Regions from separate parts of the Mus musculus genome. Here all the other regions are linked to region 5. Evidence: chromatin contacts called from public promoter capture Hi-C data. All regions are on one chromosome and are shown on one strand. The core of a region is the stretch at or near the end of the contact, and the rest is flanking DNA. Distances in the headings are between cores, read along the strand shown.

Evidence for each region. Promoter capture Hi-C pulls out the DNA fragments that hold promoters and counts their contacts.
Region 1: a promoter capture Hi-C map of pre-B cells shows a contact between it and region 5. The contact joins the promoter of Morf4l1 here to the promoter of Dipk2a in region 5. A contact is called at or near these places in 3 of 39 promoter capture datasets (cranial neural crest, erythroid cells and pre-B cells).
Region 2: a contact with region 5 is called in a promoter capture Hi-C map of erythroid cells, with 17 times the contacts expected there. The contact joins the promoter of Nmnat3 here to the promoter of Dipk2a in region 5. A contact is called at or near these places in 1 of 39 promoter capture datasets (erythroid cells) and 1 of 484 Hi-C or Micro-C datasets (rod photoreceptor).
Region 3: a promoter capture Hi-C map of erythroid cells shows a contact between it and region 5, with 52 times the contacts expected there. The contact joins the promoter of Pik3cb here to the promoter of Dipk2a in region 5. A contact is called at or near these places in 2 of 39 promoter capture datasets (erythroid cells and pre-B cells) and 1 of 484 Hi-C or Micro-C datasets (CD4 T cells).
Region 4: a contact with region 5 is called in a promoter capture Hi-C map of erythroid cells, with 13 times the contacts expected there. The contact joins the promoter of Cep70 here to the promoter of Dipk2a in region 5. A contact is called at or near these places in 1 of 39 promoter capture datasets (erythroid cells) and 2 of 484 Hi-C or Micro-C datasets (CD4 T cells and CD8 T cells).
Region 6: a contact with region 5 is called in a promoter capture Hi-C map of erythroid cells, with 5 times the contacts expected there. The contact joins the promoter of Faim here to the promoter of Dipk2a in region 5. A contact is called at or near these places in 2 of 39 promoter capture datasets (erythroid cells and pre-B cells).

Annotation. Positions count from the first base shown.
Region 1 is chr9:90,113,536-90,116,235 of GRCm38.p6, reverse strand. Morf4l1 (mortality factor 4 like 1) reads left to right here and starts at 1,416. Exons shown (of 12, transcript NM_024431.3): 1 at 1,416-1,700. The coding sequence starts at 1,661.
Region 2 is chr9:98,295,163-98,297,862 of GRCm38.p6, reverse strand. Nmnat3 (nicotinamide nucleotide adenylyltransferase 3) reads right to left here and starts at 1,293. Exons shown (of 5, transcript NM_144533.3): 1 at 883-1,293. Gm46126 (a long non-coding RNA gene) reads left to right here. Exons shown (of 2, transcript XR_001779264.2): 2 at 484-666.
Region 3 is chr9:99,138,704-99,141,481 of GRCm38.p6, reverse strand. It overlaps Pik3cb (phosphatidylinositol-4,5-bisphosphate 3-kinase catalytic subunit beta), which reads left to right and starts at 1,271. Exons shown (of 24, transcript NM_029094.3): 1 at 1,271-1,491. It also overlaps the pseudogene Gm2773.
Region 4 is chr9:99,241,980-99,244,679 of GRCm38.p6, reverse strand. Cep70 (centrosomal protein 70) reads right to left here and starts at 1,339. Exons shown (of 18, transcript NM_023873.4): 1 at 1,190-1,339.
Region 5 is chr9:94,536,754-94,539,453 of GRCm38.p6, reverse strand. Dipk2a (divergent protein kinase domain 2A) reads left to right here and starts at 1,373. Exons shown (of 3, transcript NM_001033145.2): 1 at 1,373-2,235. The coding sequence starts at 1,579.
Region 6 is chr9:98,984,991-98,987,690 of GRCm38.p6, reverse strand. It overlaps Faim (Fas apoptotic inhibitory molecule), which reads right to left and starts at 1,318. Exons shown (of 5, transcript NM_011810.3): 1 at 1,179-1,318.

The DNA.
Region 1 (2,700 bases), core at 167-2,666, 4.4 Mb after region 5:
TCAAGTGATGGGATTAAAGGCATGTGCCACCACTGCCTGGCTGCTGTCCTGATTTTGAATCAATGATGAAAATGTTCACTCTTATACCTAGCTTCTTCTGCACAACATACTTCTGTTGATTTAAAATCAGAGAGTGGAAATAACATGTGTGGCAAGGATGTGGGAAAACAGGTATCCTCAACTTGCTGGTTGAAATGTAACCTGAGAAAACTTTTCACAAAGTAGTTTAAAGTACATCAGAACCAGGTTTGGTGGTGCATACCTCTAAATCCAGCACTTGGGAGGCAGAGGCAGGTAAATGTTTGAGTTTTGGCTAGCCTGGTCTACAGAGCTAGTTCCAGGACAGCCAGGGCTACACAGAGAAACTTGGTCTCAAAAAAAAAAAAAAAAAAAAAAATAACTGAAAAAAAAATAGAGACAGAGTTTCAGGAGCTAGACACTGTGAGTTCATGGTCCTCTCAGTCTATATAGCCAGTTCCAGGCAAGCCAGGGTTAAATATATTTAGTAAGACTCTGTTGAAAAGAGAAAAGGCTTTGACATAAAGGTTTGCCTAGGATAATTAGGTAGCTACAAAGTGTGGAAGGGCTTCAAATATCAGGGTGACTGTTTTCTGACTTATCTCCCTAATTAACAGCTCTGATCCTTTGTGTGCAATTCATGTAATTTAGTGGGTACAGGGGTACAGTGTTATTTCACAGCAGAGTACATTAAGGAGTTTTTGAACATAGGAACAATGTGAAGAGAGGTTTTGTTGTTGTTGTGGGTTGGGTTTTTTTTTTTTTGAGTATACATCCAATACTACCCCAAAGAAATAAGATGGCAAAAGATGGTACAAAGGGGTTAAGTATGGAACCTTGACTTTGACAGCAATCCAGGTTTGCCCCCTTTAGTGAGACTAAGTACTTCAAGAGTCAGAAGCTGCAATCTACAAATAGTCATGGGAACCGGACCCCCACCCCCTCCCAACCCCCAACTCCCTCAAACAGGGCATGGCTTTCTAGACACCGAAGCTTCTGGAGAGGATCACCTTCTCACTCGCATCTAGCTTCATTTCTGGCTTCCAGCGCTCTCCTAGGCCAAGTCCTGGTGATGCCGTGGAACTCAGGCTGCAGAGACAGTCCTGTCCTCAGGCCACTTCAACACCCCACCACATTTACCTGGCTTCATTTCCTATCTAAGCATCTGCCCCCCTTGAGTTTTTCCCATCCTTTCGTCACTAGCTAGTGATTTACTTATTCCTTCCTCTTTGTCACCTACAGAAAATAAAAATCTGGGTTTTAACAAGCCTCTGGGGTCTGGATACTTAGAGGGCTGGGGTTGGGGACAGGGGCGGTGGTGGATCGCGGGCGTGGGGGGGGGGCAATTGTCTCCCACTCCCCTCCCCCACCCTGCTGGCGTCATCCGAGGTCGAACTACCAATCCCGGCATGCCTCTGGGCGGCACGGGCGCAGGCTTGTGTGCGTAGCGGTTAGCCGTTGGCTGAGGCGGCGGCTGCGCGGGTCGCGGTGCTGTGAGGTCAGGCGGCGCTGGCAAATCGCGCCCAGGATGTAGAGCTGGCTGTGGCCGACGGCGCGTCTGACGCTGAGTTGGGTGGGGTAGAGAGTAGGGGGCGGTAGTCGGGGGTGGTGGGAGAAGGAGGAGGCGGCGAATCACTTATAAATGGCGCCCAAGCAGGACCCTAAGCCGAAATTCCAGGAGGGTGAGTGTGCCGCTTTGGGGAGAGGCATCTAACGGTGCACGGGAGAGAGGCTGACTCAGGGCGCTGGAGGTTTGGGGGTCGGGGTCGGCGGGGCTTGCGGCCGGGGGAAACCGTGCAGGCCTTGCTTTGTAAGGGGGAAAGGCGCACTGCGGAGGGTAATCTCAGTGCGTCATCCGCGACAGTGCTCGGTGGCGCGAAAGCGAGCCCCCGGCCACGGCCAGGGCCGAGGGCATCTCCGTGCGTGTGGCAGAGCCTCGGCGCTTGTTTGTTTGTTTTTCCGAGAGCGGAGAAAGTCTATTGAAGGGAGGTGCCCGGCGGGCGGGTGAGCGATGGCGACGGCGACGGTTGGGAGGTGATGTGGCGTGGGGGAGGGGAGCAGCGGCAGCGCATCCTCCCCGCTTAGCTCTCGGCCGCGGGCCGCGCGGGCGACTGTGGGCCGAAGGTTCGAGGCTGTTGGACAAACGAGCGGCTCTGTCTCGGCGTTGTGTGGAGTTCTGCTGTTGGGAGGACAGGGGATGGGGGGTGGGCTGTGCGCCCCGCGGCGGGAGAACTGCGTTGTAAGATGGCCGCGGCAAGATGGCCGCGCCATCATGGCTGCCGGCGTCTCGCAGCTTACACGCAGCTTCGGGCCAGATGCAGCGCCCCCTGGCACGGCGATCACGCGCAGACCAGTTCCTCCTCTTGCCTCTGAGTGATGGGTGGGGACAGAAAAAAAAATAAAACTGGAGCCGCCCGAGCGAGTTCCTAGGCTTGCTGTTGCCTGAGGGCATCGTTTTGCTGTTTTTGGAGCTGTGCGCCAGGGCCCTTTAAGTACTCTGTGCTCTGCCGAGCGGTTCTCGTGGAAACAGTTTTTAGTTCCTCCTTAGGGCGTTTCCATCTTGAGATGCATGGCCTCTTTGTCATTTTTAAATACAGTAGTTGCTTGACTGGTTGTAGTAGTATTCGATTTTAATGGCGATTTGAAAGCTAACGCTTATTAGTTGGCTTTGACTGAGAACGT
Region 2 (2,700 bases), core at 44-2,543, 3.8 Mb before region 5:
CCTCAAGTTCAGTCTTGAGGAGCAGAGATACCTTCACCCCTGCTGTGCCCGCTGCTGTCTGAACAGCTCTGGCAGCTGCTTCCCACAAACCCATTTCCTGGTAGTACAAGCAGTCCCATCTTAGAACAGTGGCTTAAGAAACTGCCGAGGCAAATGCCCTGATCAAAAGCAACTCGGGTAGGAAGCCTTTATTTGCCTTGCTCTCCCAACGTCACAGTCCCATTAATGATAGAAATCCAGGCAGGGGCTGAAGCTGAGGCCATGGAGGACCACTGCTTCCTGGCTTGTTCTCCAAGGCTTGCTCAGCCTATTACAACTAAGGACCACCACTGGGGTGGGGGACGTGGGAAAGGGTGTGGTGGAATCCCCCACTGTGGGCTGAGCCCTCCTACATACATCAGTAATCAAGAAAATGCCCCCACACCCTTTTGGTCAGGTTAGTCTAATGGTGGCATTTAAAAACTCCAAGTTCTCTCTTTCCAGATGACTCACTTGTTGACGTCGACTAACTAGGACAGGAACTCGCAGGCACCAGCTCTCTGCAGGACGATCCCAAGGGAACCTCCTTCCCAAGCCTTACTTTATGTCTGGAATTCCGTCATTCACGGGGTAGCTTTAGCTCCAGCAGGTTTTGCTGACGGGAAACGTAATAAAACTTCTCCAGCACCCTGCGCTTTTATTTACTTATCTTAAAAATTATCTCCACAGCTCCTACTAATTTGAACTGTCATACTTTAATGTGTGTGGTTTGCCTTTGCTGGAGGTCTCCTCGCTAGTCTGTGCTCTGCGGGGCAGCACGCTACACGTGACAATCGCTGGAACCCCACTTAGGCCAATAGAAAGAGAACACTGAACAATACGCTGTAATTGTCACACACTTACTTTTAACTGACTGTAAACGTGCTGCAGGGGGGATCCGAACCCGTGTCAGCTCGAGCCAATCGGTCAGAAAAGTGACCGTGGGGCTAGCGTGGTTCTGCGCTCCACAGCCATCTGACTCTGTCGTGCGCGCGCGCGCCCGAGTCGCCGCCCCCGAGAGTCACGTGGGCCTGGTAGGTACGCGGGGACTCAAGGCTTCGTGGACACCCACGCGGGCGAAGCAGGCAGCCAAGGTCGCTGGCTGTGCTTACCTGCGCGTCGCGGGGCTCCGCTCAGAGTCAACAGGGACCGCGGATCTGCTGCTCGACCAGGATGGGTCACCCCGCAGATCGCCCTAAGACTAACTAGTCTTGACCCAGGCTGGGGGCGGAGCCGCGAGTGAACTTGACCTTGCGCTCCCAGCTTCCTGCTGTGGGCGGAACTCCCGGGAGACAGAGCGGAGCTTTGCCCCGCCCCCTCAGCGACCTAAGACCACGCCCCGTGCCCCGCCCCCGCTCTTCAGGTCCTCAGTAGATTGTCATCTGTGGCCTTTCTGCTCTGTGTTTTCATTTTTTACTTTTTTTTTTAGTTTTGTATTCTGTTTGTTTCTTTCATCTAACTTTCACTCTGGTTTTTAAAAGCCTGAATTAAAACCATATCAAGCAATGTATGAACAGTTCTTAAAGTATAAAATAGCTACTTACAATGAAAGAAACAAGCCCCTCCTGTTCTGCTCTACCTAGAGCCCTTTTTCATCAGTCCCTTCCTTGGATGGTCACTTTTTGTCGCAAAAAAAAAAAAAAAAAAAAAAAAAAAGAAAGAAAGAAAGAAAAAGAGCTTACATAGCGATTTCTTGATTTATCTATTGACTTTCTGCCATGTTAGATGAGGATTTACTCTTCCTGGGCCCCTGCTTCCCTCTTCTGACACATTTACACCTCTATTCTCCAGCTCTGCCTTGGTGAGGATAAAGGTTGTGGGGGGATGGGGTTCTGAAGCTGGCACAGTTTGGGGGAGGGGAAAATGGGGGCTATTTTAGAAAGAAAATACAATTAGGACTTTCTGGCAAGTATATTCATTCATACTAAGAAATTGCAACCGAATCCTTGGAGATTCAGGACCTACTCCCGGAGGTCTTTGTGTAATTTAGAACCTTAATTTGCCTCGCTAATGCAGAGTAGTTTCTCAGCCTCCCATAACCCTCTATAACTGCCCAGCCCTCACAAGAAGCTTCACCGTGGCCTGTCAATCCTAATGGAGTGAGTTGCAGGGTGGGGGGAAAAATCAAGGGTGATGTCAAGGCTTGTGAATGCTAAACATTTAAGCTCCCCCCTCCTCCTAGCCACAGTGATAAATCAACTCCTGGGTGGAGAGCTAGCTCTGGACCCAGTTTCTATCCCCAGTCTCCCATGATATTCCCAGGCTCTTAGGAAGGGCCACACCTTTGCCATTAATCAGTATGTGGGCACACAGGTAGCCCCACTAAGAAACCAGGGAAAAGATACCTCCCCACTCAGGCAGTAGACCCTGTGCCCTTTGCGTTTCTTCTGGGAAACTTAGGGTACAATGCACCTCCATAAAGTGACCCCAAGCAAGCAGCTTTACCTACTCAGGTTTCAGTTTCCTTCCCTGTAATCAGTAGAAACAACCCTCTACCTCGATGGCTTTGGAGGAGGTTCAAGCAGCACGATAGTAGCTAAGTGTACAGTGTCCTTTGGATAGTTTCTTACTGATGCCAGCAGCGTAGGTGGTGTGTCACAAAATTTGGAGGCATCTGTGAGCATATGTAGTGTACACACTCCTACAGGTTGGTTTACTTTCATAAATTAACCAAAGGCCAAG
Region 3 (2,778 bases), core at 22-2,521, 4.6 Mb before region 5:
TCAGAAAGCCATTGCTAGTCTAGTGCAAGATACTTTTGCTTCTGTGGTGGACATGAGACTGACCTTGTGGTGGAGGGGAAGGAAGAAGCTTGGTACAAGGGTCGAGGATCAACGTGTGAAGGTCCTTTACTGACATTTCTGGCTGTGAGCTCGCTAAATATTAAGGGGAATTCTATTCATTAGACATCTGAAAAGACCTGGGCTTCACAGTTGGGTTAAGCATTTAATGTCCCACTGGCAATGGGCTGAAGCCTCAAAAGCTCCACATAAAATTACTTGTAGAAACCCCAAACTTGTACAAGCATGGTGAAATAGGTTAACCTCTGTTTTTTGTTTTTGTTTTTGTTTTTTTTTTGAGACAGGGTCCCTGCTATGCAGCTTTGCCTAGTCTGCAACTCAGGAAGTAACCTAGCTGGCCTGGCAATGCACCTGCCTTCTGGTCCTGAATGCAGAGCTTTATAGGCATTAGCCACCACGCTTGATTTTTTTTTTTTTTTAAATCACTTAGTTACATCCGCAGAATCAAACTATTGTTTTGACACCTTGTCTCATTTTCCTTCTACTTGTAGATTCTATCCTAGACTACTTAAGTATTTGCTTGAATTGTTAGAGTGGCGTTAGGTTACAGTAGGTTTACTATATGTAAACAAAAAGACTACAAGTATCCCACGCAGGACCTCTTAGGCTATGTGAGTGCCCTACCGCTGAGCTCTATCCGCCGCGCCCAAGGTTTGGCTGACAGTAAGTGAAATTCAAGCGTCTCACTAAAGAGCCATGAAATTTCCCGACAGCAGGGAGACAGAGGCGAGAAAAAAAAAAAAAAGCGCTGGGCGAAGTGTAAGGTTTGGCAGCCAAACGTCAGCTGCGGTGGTGCAGAGACGAACACAGAAGTGTTTCAAAGGCTGGACTCTTTACATCTAAATGATCGTTCACATCGCAGGGAATGGAAGGCCAGCTGGGCCGTGGGAACAAAGGGGAGTCTGCGGAGAAGCGGAACCGGGAGGTGCAGGTTTTCCCGAAGGCGGCGAGCTGGGGGCTGCAGACACCGCAGTGCTCTGCGAGCCAACCCCAGCGCGCCGGCAGCGCAGTAGGAACGCGGCACCGACAGCCGCACAGGGCGAGGCTGGTGCTGCCTCCCCTCGAGGGGCGGGGCTTGCGCGGTGAGTGGGCGGGGCTGCCTGGAGGCGGGCGTCGGGGGATTGGCCCTAGAGGGTGGGCGGGGCCGGGCAGCGGGGAGGAGAGCCCGGGAGGCTCGCGCGCGCGCTCGCGCAGGCGCGGGCACGGCGGTGGCGCGCGCGTGCTCCGTCGGGCGGTGCAGCGGCTGCGACGGAGCCGGCCATGGTCGTGGGCGGTGGGCGGGTGTCGCGCTGAGCCCCGAAGGCAGCAAGAGACTGGGAGCGGGGCATGCGGGTGTCGGAGCCAGGCGGGCACGGCTGCGGGAGCTGCTGACGGCGCTGCGGGATCGGGAGCCGGTGGCGGCGCGCGGGGCAGGTGAGCGCGGGAGGCGGCGCGGGCTGCGGCGCTGGCGGCTCGGGCGGGCGCTTCCTGCCGGGCTCGGCCGCGGGAGCGCGGGCTCCGAGGTACGCGGCGCCCAGGCCTCGGGCGGCGGACACCGAGCAGCGGAGGGCGCCCGGTGGGCGACCACAGAGAGAGCGGGCGCGGCACGGCCCAGCCGGTGTCGGTGCGGACGCCCGGCGGCTGCGGACCCTCAGGTGTTTCGGCGCAGCGTTCACCGCACGATTCCGGGCTCTCCGGTTTCAGACCGGTCAGAGTCCCGGTGCTGCGGCTAACCCGTCCCGCGCGGCCTTGGCTGAAATACCCCGAGGAGACGTGAAGCGGGAACTGTGAATACTCACCTCCCGGGATTGCGGGAGGCCGTGCTAACCTCGCTGTAAGTGCTCGGTGGACGGGAGCTTTTGGGAGTCGCTCACTGCAGCATCCTTGCTGGCTCTGGCTTGTTCCTTCCTAGAGGTTGGTATTGGGGGCAAATTTATTTCCGAACCGCTCTAGTGTTGCAATAAGCTCAACTCGAGTTGCTTAACGAAGGAGCCTGTTATCTTACAGCGGCCAGAGTAGGATTCTGTAGTCTCTTCCTAGAATTCTGTAGTTTCTCTCTTGGAAAGGCTGACTTGGAAACCTGTCTTGGGTACGGAGTGAATTAGTGCTAAGAATCCTATCAGAATCAGAGTTTACACAACGTGGAAGATGGTGGTGGGACATGTTACCTGACTTACTTTGGTATTTAACCCATCTGAAGTGACACTTAAATTGTCACTTGTTACAGAGTATAAACACAGGAAGAGTATGGAAACATACTCCTTTTTTCCTGCATTGCTACATCCGAAGGGAGTGACAAGTGCTTTTGTAAACATCGTTGTGGGCAGTGTTACTTACTGTCTGGTGAAGTCATCATAATTAAATTAGATGAGTATTTATTCTGAAGTGCTGAATGGATGTTTGGGAATACCAGTCGTAATGAAATCTCCAAGGAGTCTGAGTTTCCAGGAGTTCATTATCACTTGCGGGTCTTGGTACTGCTTTGTAAGTTTTTTTGTTTTGTTTTGTTTTATTTTGTTTTGGATCTTTTGAGACAGAACCTTGCGGTGTTATGGATCTTTTGAGACAGAACTTTGCGGTGTTAGTCCTCAGTGGTCTGGAACTCACTCTATAGACTAGGCTGGCTTTGATTCATGCCTCTTTCTCCCTTGTCTTTGGATTACAGAACTCGGCATATCCAGAATAGATGTTAAAAGTTAGGGTGGCATCCACTTGTAGTCC
Region 4 (2,700 bases), core at 90-2,589, 4.7 Mb before region 5:
GCACTCAGGAGGCAGAGGCAGGAGGATCTCTGTGAGTTCTAGGTGAGCTGGGTCTAGAGAGCTAGTTCCAGGACAGCCAAGGCTACATAAAGAAATCTTGCCTCAAAAAACAAAAAACAAAAACAAAAAAAAAAAAAAAACAAAACCCCCATAAATATAATAGCTGGGTGTGGTGGTGTTTAGCTGTAACCCCAGCATTTCAGAGGTTGGAGGATCAGGAATTCAATGTCGTCCTCAGACGGCCTGCATGAAACCTTGCCTTAACGTGAATCAACAATTCAATTCCAACAACATTGCAACTTGCTCTTCACGGTTTACCATTTACTAGCTATTTACTATTTACAAAAATCCATGCAATGCACAAGATTGAAACCAATGCCTGCAGCGCTGATATGATTACAAAATAAAGTGGCAGGCTAGAGAGACAGCTCAGTGGGTAAAGGCACTTGTCCCAAGAAAGCTTGAGAAGCAATCCTCAGAATCCACAGGAGGCGAGAATTCTGTAACCCCGGGCCTCCTGTAGGGAGATCGGACTCTGCAGCTCTCCCCTCCATCCCCTACAGTATGCAGAAAAACAAAAGACCTTGTCTCAAACAAGGTAGAGGCAATGACCGACGCCCAAGGTTGTCCTCTTTCTCTACGTCTGCACCGTGGCGTGAACAATTATTGATTAGTTGATAATAGTGGGAACCTTGATTAGGCTTTGCTGTGTTTTTCACATTAATCAACGTGGACCCACATAAAGGCGGAGTCCTTAAATTTGTAATGAGTCTGACAGGAGGGGTACTCGCCTACCCTTTACTCCGCGATCTCCCACTTGGCTCCAAATCGCTATCACCTGACAGCGCCGCAAAGAGAACTGGAGCTAGCCCGGAACCCAGCCGATTCCATGTAGGAGTCTAAGCTCAGTTCCTGCTTCCTCTACCAGGTCGCACACCTTCAACACTCGGCTGGGAGAAGAGGTTGAGTGAGGAGCGAGGGACACAAAGCGACGGGCGGGCTCCCCGCAGGGAGGTCCACGCCCACACCTGCACGCGCATTTCCTAGCTAGCGCGTAGGAGCCGGGGCGACTCCATTCTGAGGGCCCTGGCTGGTGAGTGGGACGCTCCGGATTCCGGAGAAGCCACCTTTGGGCGTGCACCTGAAGGGGGCCCACGTAAAGTCCTCGGCGACCCCAAGCGCCACTCACCTCGGTCACAGCCCGTGGCTTCCACCGCGCTCGCCCCCGCGGCCTAAGCCCCGCCTACGCGACCGTTAGCGCAGCCAGGCTGACCAATCGAACTGACGCAGTCGATGGCCTCCCAGCGGGGCGGGACAACACCACCTGGCGCGCCGGGAAGGCGGGTCCACGCCGCGCTCTATCGTTAGCTCCGCCCACGGGGCGGGGCTTCTTCCCGCCTCCACTCCCACCGGACCCGGACTTGCTGCGGCTACTTTGTAGCAGGCGCTTTGACACTTCCTGGACGCTCCGCCTGATAGTCGCTCAGTCACCATGGTGTTTCTTTGATCCCCGAGAAGCTAGAAATACACACATTTGCGGTTGCAAGTGAAAGTGAGGCCGGGGCTGCCTTATTATCACTGGATGCCTGCGCTCCCTACAGCTCCCCCTCACGCCCTGACTGCGAGCCTTTTTCAGGAACTGTCTGCACGGGGCAACCCCAATAAGCATTTCTTGATAACATTTCACCTTCTCCTTGAATATTTTCAAAGGTCTACGAAGAACTGAGATGCCTGCCTGACGAAGCTCAGTCTAGATAGGCAGTTTGGGCTCCTGTTAGACACTGATAAGACTGGTTAATAAAGGGTTTGTGGCTACAGAGATAAAAGATTACATAAGGACATGAGGCACAACTCTTGCTTCAACTTTAGATAAGCTGAAAAGCCTTGAAAACGATCTATGGGCCTCCAGGTTAATTAAGTCAAGATCTCTAAAGTGGGGCCCACACGTCCAGAGTTTATATGGTTCCCCGAAGTGATTCTAATGTATAGCCAGGAGGGAGAACCAACTGTCCGCTGAGAAATAATTAAGACTGATTCTAAACCTGGTGGGGAAGAGGGACTGGAGATGTAGATCAGTTGGTAGAATTCAGCGTCCGGGAAGCCCTTGGGTTTGATTCTTCAACACGGCCTAAGACAGGCGAGCTGACACGTGCCTGTAATTCCAGAATTTAGGAGGTACAGGCAGATCAGGAGTTCAAGGTCATCCCTGGCTTTATAGCAAAAGTCAAGACCACCGGAAGCTACAGGAGGCCTTGGCTCAAGGAAAAAAATAAAACGAAGGTCCTTCTCCACTCTTTTCAAAAACCAAAAGTGGGTTAAGAAATCCAAAATATGTAAGGGAAAAAAAATCATGTTCGCAGTCTAAAGGATGACCTCGAGTTTTCAGGAATCTACCATCGTTGTCCTTGCAACTTACAGCCACACGGTGGCGGTATTGACAACAGGCATTTCCAGAAGGACTTGGGAAATGCAAGTCCCATCAGGGTCTTAGTGACCCTAATACATCAACTAAAGTGACTCTCTCTGGGTGGTCCAAGGGCACATCTCTTAAGAGAGTACTGCTCTCAAGCCCACGTTTAGGCACACAGTGAGTCTAAACTGTGTGTGTTCTCTGCAAACACATCCCAATCCCTCTATTCCCCCTCATGGCCCCTTCCTTCCCTTTCTATATCTGGATATTCACACTACGGAGCTGACAGA
Region 5 (2,700 bases), core at 124-2,623:
CGTTGAAAATTTCTTCCAAAGACTGAACTCCTACATCACCAAACACAAAACGTTGACCTTACCCGTATTCTTCCAGAAGCGAGTCCTCATGCTACAATCAAATACAGAAAATTCGGGAAAGTGATTCACGATCTTGTATAGATAAGTCTCACTGTCTCAGTAGTTACTCTTTGCATACCCGTTACTACTTACTATGATTTTCCTGTTTGACCTCTAAAAATCAGCGCAGTAAAAGTATATTTAACAGCGACCAGGAATTAGCTAGCTATCCACTCGACCAACAATCACAGGAGTGCTAAAAGTTAAAGAAAAAAAAAGTATTCTAATAGAACATATTTTGAAGTTACTGCTGAAGATCCCAGACCTTCTAAAACTTAACCCCACGCGCGTTAGGCCAGGTTATTTCCGCAGTCTGCTGTTAGGAGCTGGTTAGACCGCACAGGTGCGGCACCTGACGGCCTGGCTCCCTGGGGTCATCGCCACAGCAACGCGTCCTGGCCGCAAGGCAGGCCTGGGCCCAGCCTGTGAAGCATGGGGGAACCGGGCTCCTCGGGGACCCGGCGGGCGGCGCCGGTGAGGAAGGACCTCATCCCGCCAGTGCTCACTCAGCGAAACCGTAACTCAGCCTCCGCAGATACATCGCCAGCCCTGCAGCGGCATTCCGGTCCCTAACCGCTGGCCCACTGTCTGCCCGCAGGCCCTACGGCGGCACAAAGCGCGCGACCCAGAGGTCCCGCCAGTCAAAAGAACAAGCGCGCGCCACACCATATAAGGCCCGGAGCGGGCGGCCAGGCCCCGCCCCCAGGACCTGGCCCGGCCCCACTCCAGCCCCGCCCCCAGGCTTCGGCCCCACCTCCTCCCGCTCCCAGGATGGGCCTCTCTGCTCCCGCTTGCCTCCGCCCTCTCCCTTCCAATGACCTTCCCACAAAGGCCTCCGGGGCGCCTGTGTAGCCCGACAGTCACCCCAGAGTAGCCGTTACTGAAGGTCTCCGGTGGCGGAGCTGGCGAGCTCCGCCCTCCCGGGCGCGCCCTCCACCCACCCTCTCCACCGCCTCCCCGCGAGCTCGCGCTGACGCTTCCCGGGGGCGCGCTCGCCCCGCCCCCGGCCCCGCCCCTCGCTCTCGGGCGTGCCCGCGCGTGGGGGCCCCGCCGCATCCTCTCCTCCCCTCCTCGCACCGTAGCTTCTCGAGTGTGAGGCGTCCGGGACTCCTCACTCGCCCCCGCGCGCGCTGCTCGCCCGGGACCCAGCAAGGCGCAGCTCAAGCGTCCCGGGCGGGAGTGCGCGTGCGCGCGACCGCGGCTCCCGCGCTCCCTCCTCCCCCCCCCCCTCCCCGCGCCTCTATAACTTGGCGGGCAAGGAGGCGGCGCCCGCGGAGTCGGAGGGCGGGGAGCTCGGAGGAGGGCACCGGGAGTTGTGGAGACAGCCGATCGGGAAGTCGCCGCGCTCGGCCGGCGCAGCCCGTCCTCGGGTTCCTTCGCTGCCGCCCTCCGTCTGCGCCGCGGGCCTCGGCGCCGTGGGGCGGCCCGGCGGGGTGCGCTCGCCCGCCCCGGCCCCGGCCGCTGCCGCGCGCGGGCGGGATGTGGCGCCTGGTGCCCCTGAAGCTGGGCCGCCTGTCCCGTGCACTGAAGCTGGCGGCGCTCGGCAGCCTGTTGGTGCTGATGCTGCTGCACTCGCCGTCGCTGCTCGCCTCCTGGCAGCGCAACGAGCTCGCCGACCGGCGCTTCCTGCAGCTCAATAAGTGCCCGGCGTGCTTCGGCACGAGCTGGTGCCGCCGTTTCCTCAACGGCCAGGTGGGCTTCGAGACGTGGGGCCGCCTGCGCCTGCTGGACTTCCTCAACGTGAAGAACGTGTACTTCGCGCAGTACGGCGAGCCCCGCGAGGGCGGCCGCCGGCGCGTGGTGCTCAAGCGCCTGGGTTCGCAGCGCGAGCTGGCGCAGCTCGACCAGAGCATCTGCAAGCGGGCCACCGGCCGGCCGCGCTGCGACCTGCTCCAGGCCATGCCCCGCACCGAGTTCGCGCGTCTCAACGGCGACGTGCGGCTGCTCACGCCGGAGGCGGTGGAGGGTTGGTCGGACCTGGTGCACTGCCCCTCGCAGCGCCTGCTGGACCGCCTGGTGCGCCGCTACGCGGAGACCAAGGACTCGGGCAGTTTCCTGCTGCGTAACCTCAAGGACTCCGAGCGCATGCAGCTGCTGCTCACCCTGGCCTTCAACCCCGAGCCGCTGGTGCTACAGGTAGGCGCGGGCGCGGGGCTCTTCGACGCCAGAGGGAGTGCGTCCCCAACTCTCCCAAAATGCCTCTTCGCGAGTTTCCTTCCGCCCTCCCGCTCGTCCCAGTCTGGATGCCAGTGTCAGTGCGATAGCGAGCCCTTGTACCTCTTTCCGAGGACTTGGGCACCCTGGGCACACGTCCTTTGCTGTCCCGCCTGGCTAGCCTAACTTCCCCGAGTCTGTCTTTGTTTTATTTCTTAGATCATCTCCCTGTTAGTCAATCAGCTAGTTCTGGGACCAGGTGGGAAAGATGAGATCAGAGAGTGGGGTGGTGGTAAAGTGAAGGGAGCTAATTCGTGACTCGTGCTTTGCGTGGAATTAGAAGCTAGGAAATGGGGGAAAGAGTTAGATTTGGGCTGGGAAGGCTAAAGGCCAAGACGGACTTTTGCATCCTGATGCTGTGGCCTGCCCTAGTCATATGGTAATCCG
Region 6 (2,700 bases), core at 69-2,568, 4.4 Mb before region 5:
TGTGATCTTACACACTTCAAGTTCAGTACTTTCAAAGCTCATTGGAGTTGCTCTCTTGGCCCAACAGGGTTTTTTCTTAATTTACTTTGGTTGTGATCAATATAATTCATATTATACCTTGTTATTATACCTTCATATTACCACTTGTTTCACACCTGTGTTCTGACCCCACCACTCTGTCCTAAGCCTCACCATGACCTGCACAGGTCTGCTTTTAGCAGAAAACCTTATATGGAATAACAACCCCCAGATCACTAACGATGATTTTACTATATACTGTATTTCCAAAATCCATTCGGTATTTCAGAAACGGTGCTTATCTAATCTAATTATGATGACGTCACCAGACACTAACACCGCCCACAATGACATTTACATGAGCATTGGTTGCAGTACAAGGCAATTTTCAAATTTTCAGACTTGTGTTTACTCGCTGTTACAGGTGACAGATTGAATGCAACGTTAGATGGTTAAACAGCAAAACAACTCAAGTTACCTGTCCCACCATCTTCCACCTTGAGTACAGCGTAATTTCGCTGGGTTTCATTGAACCAATTCATTCTATACCTGAGACAGGTCTCCAAGTCAGCCTTTGCATGAGAAAAACAACAGAATTCTAGGAAGAGACTATAGAATCCCACTCTGCCCGCTGTAAGATAACAGGCTCCTTCATTAAGCAACTCGAGTTGAGCTTATTGCAACACTAGAGCGATTCAGGAATAAATCTGTCCCTAAAGCCAACCTCCACGAAGGAAGTAGCCACAGCCAGCAAGGATGCTGCAGTGAGCTGCTCTCAAGAGCTCCCGACCACCGAGCGAGGTTAGCTCGGCCTCCTACAACCCCTGGAGGTACGTGTAGGTAGGTACTTGTAGGTACCTCTCCGGGGTATTTGGGCCAAGGGCCGCCTGGGACGCAGTCAGGAGCGGCACCGAGACTCGGACACGTCCGAAGCCCGAGAACTCCGGACCGCGCCACGAATACTGCGCCGAGGCACCGGAGGGTCCGCAGCTTCGGGTGGCCGCCCCACACCCCTTCTTTCCGGGGCCTCTTGCCCTGAGCCCACACTGCGGCTTGCTGTCTGCCGACCGAGGCCTGGGCACCACGCATCTCGGAGCCCGCTCGGCCAGGCCGAGCTGGAAGCGCCCGCCGAAGCTGCCAGCACCGTCTCCCGCGCTCACCTGCTCCGCGCGCCGCCACCGGCTCCCGATCCCACGACGTAGTCAGCAGCTCTCGCGGCCGCGCCCACCGGGCTCCAGCACCCGCATGCCGGGCGCCCAGCCTCCTACTGCCTTCCGGGCTCAACGAGACCCCGCCCACTGCCCTACTGCGCCTGCGCGAGTGCGAGAGCCCTTTTCAGAGGCTCCGCCCACGCTCCGCGCGAAAACCAATTCCCGGTGTCCGCCTCCATAGGCCCCGCCTACCCTCCGCTTTGGGGCCAATCCTGCTCCTGCTGTGCGCCGCTCTGCGCCCTTGTGCACAGTTGAGCGCTCTGCGGTGCGCCCTGCTGCGCCGCTGCTGCCCCTAGGCCCTGTGGGTGTCACTTTCTTGTTTGTTGTGCAGGTCTGACAGCAGCTTTTGTAGCCTTCCGGATAACCCGCACCTCCGGGAGAGGCAACTCGTCCGCTGAGACCCTTTGTTCCCACTGCCCTGCCGGCCTTCCATTCTCTGCTATAAGAACGGTCATTTTAGGTGGAAGAGTCCAGCCTTTGAAACCCTCTGTACGACCACAGGGGTCGTTTGGCTGCCGAGCCTTACACCTAGCCCAGAGGTTTTTGCTCGCCTTGTCTCCCTATTTTATATATACTTCTTCCTTTAGTGAGATGTTTGAATTTCACTTACTGACAGACAAACCTTAGGGAAAGAGTATAGAGTTCAATAATATAATAGGGCGTTTAGTTATCCTGGGTGAGGTCGTGGGTTATGTAAATTATTTTTAGTGTATATAATACATATGTACAAACACACAACCACTGAATTGTCCCTAATGCTATTGTAAAGTCTCAGACAAACAGGTAAGTAAGTAATGTCGGATAGAATCTACAGTTTCATTTATATAAAGGGAACGAACCAATGAGAGATTTTTTTTAAGTCTGATAAAGATTTAATTTGGGAGTGTTTGTGCCTGTTTAGTTGATATTTAAGAGAATCTCACTACGTAATTCATAAGAGCCTCACACTTGGATTCCAGACCCTCCTGCCTCAGTCTCCCCAGTGCTTGGATCACCATGCCTATCTACCCAGCCCTCAGGAGGTTGAAACAGGAGGATTGCAAGTTCCAGGCTACCCTAAGCTTTATAACTAAGCCTTGTTTCAAAAAACTAAAGTAGTAAAATTTAATGAAGCAGAAGTTTCAGGCACGGTATCTGCAACATTAAAGAACACTGGTCTACTTAATATTCTGAAATTTCTGACTGTCATGGCAATAAATTTTTTTTAAAGAAAAGAATAGACAAATGGGAGAGAACTGGACAAAACAGATGGCAGACACATTGTACCCCTTACATAAAAGAGTTTCTATGAATAGATTTTTAAAATGCCAAATGGTGTTTTTCAATTATTGGTGAAATGTTCAAGTAGGATATTAGAAGGACAGGGAATATAAATGGTCAATTTAAAAAGACCTTTTCTGATTTCTAGCACTGAGGGAAAAAGCTTACTCTTACCATGGACTCAACCAACTGCAACTCAAAAATCTTTTGT